2 separate regions of the Sus scrofa genome follow, and region 2 is linked to region 1. Evidence: chromatin contacts called from public Hi-C data. All regions are on one chromosome and are shown on one strand. Each heading gives the region's core, a stretch centred on a gene start, on an enhancer-like site or on the middle of the called end of the contact. The rest is flanking DNA. Distances are from core to core; before and after follow the strand shown. Region 1 holds the start of ALDH5A1 (aldehyde dehydrogenase 5 family member A1). Region 2 holds the start of C7H6orf62.

What was found. A called contact is a pair of places that touch in the nucleus more often than the background predicts.
Region 2: a Hi-C map of liver shows a contact between it and region 1, with 2.4 times the contacts expected there. The contact joins the promoter of C7H6orf62 here to the promoter of ALDH5A1 in region 1. A contact is called at or near these places in 1 of 5 promoter capture datasets (liver) and 2 of 47 Hi-C or Micro-C datasets (both in liver).

The regions. Positions count from the first base shown.
Region 1 is chr7:19,350,127-19,352,826 of Sscrofa11.1, reverse strand. It overlaps ALDH5A1 (aldehyde dehydrogenase 5 family member A1), which reads right to left and starts at 1,342. Exons shown (of 10, transcript NM_001244467.1): 1 at 882-1,342. The coding sequence starts at 1,235. All of the region lies in intron 1 of GPLD1 (phosphatidylinositol-glycan-specific phospholipase D), which reads left to right.
Region 2 is chr7:19,523,536-19,526,235 of Sscrofa11.1, reverse strand. It overlaps C7H6orf62, which reads left to right and starts at 1,331. Exons shown (of 5, transcript XM_001928389.6): 1 at 1,331-2,700. It also overlaps the pseudogene LOC110261734.

The DNA.
Region 1 (2,700 bases), core at 93-2,592:
AACCCCAAGTGAACTCCGTGGTGGGGTGGGCAAGAATTCTCTTGATTGCTGATTCCCCAGCACCTCCCCCACTGCCTGGCATAGCAGGTGCTCAGAAAATACCTGATGGATGAACTCATGTTAAGACGCCCTTGGGTACTTGGGTGCACCTCGTTGCTGGATGAGTATCTTCCTTCGGAGGGAGGATACTTAAGGGCTACGGTAGAAAATGACTTTATTGGGCTGCCTCTAGATGTCAGTCATATAATAAATGGAGGAAGGAAATCTCTAAATAGTTGTGACTCTTCCCTCCCCCTTACAACATTCAATTCTCCACTACTCTGTCAGCTAAGAGTATCTCTCTATTCAGGCCCCAAACCTGGAGAATGGGGCAGGAATTGGTCCTTCCCCTGCCCAGAGCCAGATTCTTTCCCCAGCTCTCTGCTGCCAGGTTGGTGACTTGAGCCCGGGCACCCACTGTACCCGGGCACCCACTGCTGTAGCCTCCTTGCAGACCACTGCATCGTCTCCTAGCGGCTCCGAGAGGTACTGCAAGCGCTCAGAAGGGTCGCAAGTGCTCTCACCTGCCTTGGCACCGCCCCCCTCATCACCCCGGCCCCCCACCTCCAGTCAGGCCTCTCTCCAGGTTCACCATAGAGTCTGCTCGCTTGTAATTACACGTTTGTGTTCTGCCATCCCTACTGGACCCTGGAGGGCGGGGCCGTGTGCCTTAATTCTCGGCACTGTGCTTGGCACAAAGCCGACCGACGCTCCAAACTTCTGTGTTGATCATCTCTTGTCATGTCACTCTGACTTTACCCAAGGTGAATCCTGGAGAGGTGGGGAGGGGGAGGTGACAGCTAGTTTCACTAGGAGGCAAAGCGGACCCGGCGAGCACTCACCTTGGCCGAGACCCCCTTCCAGGTGCAGAAAGCCTCATAGGCGGCGCGCACCGCGGCGCGGGCCTCGGACACCCCGCAGTCGGCCACCAAGCCCAGCTCGGCGCCGCTGGCCGGGTCGTACACCGGGAAGGTGGAGGCGGCCGAGAGCCAGCGGCCACCCACGAAGCCGTCGGTGCGCAGCAGTGCCGAGGAAAGGCCCTCTGTGCCCCGGGCATAGCGGCGGATCGGGGCCGGGCCTGGCGAGGGCCGCGTGGTGGCCACCAGGCAGTCGGCGCGGGGGCGGAGGCCGCGGATCGCAGGTGCAGTGGGGAGGTGCAGGGTCAGGCAGCCCCGCAACCGAAAGCAGGTCGCCATGGTCCCGGCGGCGGCGGCAGGAAGCACGCAAGCGAGAGCGCGCACCCGAGCACAGGGGTCGGGCGGCGGCGGTGACGAGCCCGGCTGGCGGCAGACGCTGGCTGAAAATGGCAGCGACGCGGTGCAGCGCCCTCTCCCCGCGCCCTTTGCGCTGCACCGACACGCAGACTCTAGACCTTGATCCTGACTGCCGCGCGGGGCTTGGCTCTCTGCGCGACCTGGCAAGAGTCTTGGGGGGGGGGGGGATGAGGAGGCTCGCTGGGAGATGCACCTGGGGACCGCCGTCACCTTTGTTCCTCTCGTTTGCAACTATTCCTTAGCCCCTCAACCCCTGCAGGAGAGCTGTTCCCCCTCCCCACAATTTCTGCAAACCCACACCCCGTCCCACCCCTGCCGCTGGAATTTGTCCTTGGTCTGTGGATGTGCTGGTGTCTGCCCCACCTTCTAAAGTCGTGATCACGCACGATTCTTCATTGCCATAGCTCCTGTGAACCTAGGGTGTAAACCTAGCGAGAGTTCGCCCAAGAGATGCAGTGGGGTCCAGCTTTCTACTGCCAGGATGCATTTCTGGATGTGTGTCTAAGCGAATAAGCTCCATTAATTGGGAGCAGGGGTGCCCTTGGTGCAAGCGTCTTTGGAAACAGATTTGGATCCCAATTCAGAATCTGTTGTTGACAAGCTGTGATCTGCTGATAGGAATGGAGTAGGCACGGGTATTTTTAGAAGTCCCAATAAAAGACGGGAGTTAAGGAAGGAAACTTAGGGGACCTTGGGAGACTGCTGTAAGTAAATAAATTGCTCAAAAAACCATCAGAACAAGGGAGGTTTGCTTCACTAGTGGAGCCCTGAGAATTGCCTCAGGTCTTTGGGTGGGGGGTGAGCTTAGGCCTGCTTTCATATTCAGACCAAGGGCAAGAGTCTGAGGACCACCCTTCTGCGGATTTGAATACACACCTTACCAGATACTGAGGAGGAGCTACCACTCCCAGAAAGGAAGAGGTGGGCGTTTCCAATCCCCACTCCCCTGGGGTGATAAAACTGTAGCCCACCAGATCCTCCAGGCAGAGCTTCCTTGCCTGCCTGCTTGCATTTCTCACAAGCACTCAATAAGTCTATTTCTTACCTATCACTTTGTCTCTCGCTGAATTCCTTCTGTGTGGAGACATGAAGAATCTGAACCTAAGTGAGTCCAGACACAGGGTGAGTGATTCTAATACAAAACTGTGGGTTCAAGTCCCAATCTGGGTTTAAGCCAGGTTTAAGTCCAGGCACATGGGTTCAAGTTCCAATCTGGGTTTAGGCCAGGTTTAAGTCCAGGCACATGGGTTCAAGTTCCAATCTGGGTTTAGGCCCATTTCAGGACATTAATACTGTCAGTTTCACTTCCCCAAGTTATTTAACCTTGGCCCTCTCTTTTGTAGAAAGCAACAATACCCACCCCATAGGTATGCTGTGAGATAATGTA
Region 2 (2,700 bases), core at 82-2,581, 170 kb before region 1:
ATGCTAGATTTATCTTTCAAGGTTAATAATCATTTGGAAACCTCAGGAATCTCACCCTTAAGTTGTGAACAATTTATTCTAAGGGTCAAATTATTATTTTGGCTCATAGGTGAAAAAAATATCATTATAGGCAATCTATTTTGATTTTACCAAGTGAAGGGCAGTAATATGGACAATCAAGAGAGTTCTAAAATTTCATCAGAGAGTAGGTCATAAAGGATTATGTAGGTTTTGCTTTTGTTGAAGGTTGACCTTAGCTGATTACTTTTTTTTTTTTTCTGATTATTTAACTGAGTTTTTATAGGCACGTTGGAGCTCTGAAAATTGGGACTCAGTGCCCCTTGGTGCCAAAGACGTGTGATCAGAGATGTGTGAGTCCGTCTCCCAGTCCCCTCTCTTCATATTTTGAGGAAGACAGAAAACCACGTAAGGGACAAGCCCTAAGTCTAGGGTCCTGAGGGATCACCATAGAAATTGTGTTGTATAAAGTAGGTTTAAAATGCTCCACGAGGCAGGTCAGCCGTTTCTCTCCTAAGGCACGGCAGCAACGCTCCAACGGCGTCTTCGACCTTTTAACGCCCTCTCTCCCTGCGCACGTGGCGAGGTGGGGGACAGAGCCTTGTGCGACGGAGCCAGCGTGCAGCAGAAAGCATGAGCCACCTTCTGTGCACGCTGTTTAGATTCCAAGTATTGGAGATTAACTCTCAGTAGCAGGATACCGCGGGGCCGACCCCCCCCCCAAAAGGACTACCAATCAGTGGGTTAGAAATAAAGCCACTACGAGGAAAAAGGAGAATCTCCGCCTACTCGTCCAATACACACTTTCTTTTCCTCCTTCACCCCGCCCCACCTTCGCAGACTCTCCGCCCACCGGCTCCGCCCCGTCCTCCCGCGCCCAGCCGGAGTCTCCAAGGCGGAGACCCGGGAAGAGAGAGCCCATCCGGGTGCCTGGTCGGGGAGGGCATAAGGGCGTGGCTTTATGACGACGGCGGTGGGAGGGTGGCGAGTGGCCAACTCCGGAGACTGGGCCCTCCTGACAGAGGGGGCGGAGGGAGAATGGGTAGTTCCTTTCCACGCCCTATGGAAACTCCCTACTGGGCAAGAGGGGAGTCTTCATCCTCAAACTCCCCTTTGAGGCGGGAATATTACCTAAAAAGTTTAATTTCAAAGAGTCACCCTTTTAAAAGCTTGCTCACACCTTCTCCTGCTCTTCTTTCCTTCTTCCTTGATAACCACACAAAGCTTCCTACTCCCACCAGTCTTTTCTCCCCCTTCACTTCTGCGCAGATGGAGGCGGCCCGCGGGGGTGCGCCGCCGCAGAGAGTTCTGGGCGGTGCCGGTGAGGGGCGGGTGACGCAGCGGCCGTCGCTGCCATTTTAAGTTGTTTGTTCTCGCGTCCCTGCTCAAACGCGATTCTGCCCCGGATCCGGGAGGCGCCCGAGGTCGCTGCCGCCGCTTCCGCAGCCACCGGTGGGGGGGATCGAGGCTGGGTCACCGCGGACGCCCACCCTTCGCTTCGGCTTTTCCCCCCTCCGGGTTTCCTCGACCTTATTTCCTGAGAGACGGGACGCGACCCTTGGGGAGAAGAAAGACTCCAGAGCAGATGCTGGAACTGCAATAACTTTATTTGGGGGGGTTTACTTCGCTGACAGACCCCCTTAGCGCAGGGCTCCCCTCCCTTTTTCCCCTCCCCCCCGCCGCCAGTACAACTCCGACCCCCCCCTCTTCCTCCTCATTCCTCTTCCTGCTCCTCTCTTTCTCTCGTCGTCTCCGCCGTCCCCGCGTCCTTCCCCCTTCGCCGCCGCCCGGGGCGCCGAGCCAGACTATGGGGCCCAGGTCGGGGCTGAGCGGCGGCAGCAGCGCGGGCGGCCCGGTCACAGTGCGCACTGCAGCGGGGATGGAGGGGCTCAGTTGGCTGGTGGTTTTCTCTTGACATGGCTCCTGCCCGTGCTGCGAGCAGCGCCCCCGCCGCCGCCTTCTCTTCCGCCGCCGCCGCCACCGCTCCGCCCGCAGGCTGCGGCTAGAGGGCCCGAACCCCGCCCGAGAGTCGGTCAGTGAGTCCCGGTCTCCGCGGGGACAGGGAGGGGACTTCCCCGTCACCCACCCCAGCTATCTGGGGTCCACCCCCTGCCCCTTGGGGAAGCCAACTAACGACCCCGCCCTAAACGATCCAAACTGGGGAAACATGGTCTGTTCCACGTGAGAGCTAGCGGAATCCGGGAACTTGTTTTCTTTTTTTCTTGGGGGGGTGGGCATACTTTAAAAAGTAATTAATATTAACGCAACTATTTTCTTTTCTTCCCACTGATCTTTCCCATTTACCCTCTCCCGCCTCCTCTACCCGGGCGGGTATTGTTGCCACGATGAAATGAGTGAAAACTCGAGTGATCCAGTGTCTCCCGTGGTGCGAGTGAGTCGCTGCAGCTGAAGGCAAAGGGTGGGGGTGGGACCTGGGAGGTGGAAGGCAGGTGGTCCCCGGGCACTGCCTGGGATTTGGGAGAAGAACCCGCCACCTTTGCCTCAGCAATGCTCGCAAGAAGATAAGTTGCACTCCCCACGGTCTTGCACGGGGGCAAATTCATAGGGAAGGCTCCCTCGGGGCATGTAGGACTCATTGCAGGACTGGGGCTGTTGGGAACCCGGGCATTAATCAGGTCTAACCACAGAGCCGGAATCATTATATCGTATTAAGCCCCCCTT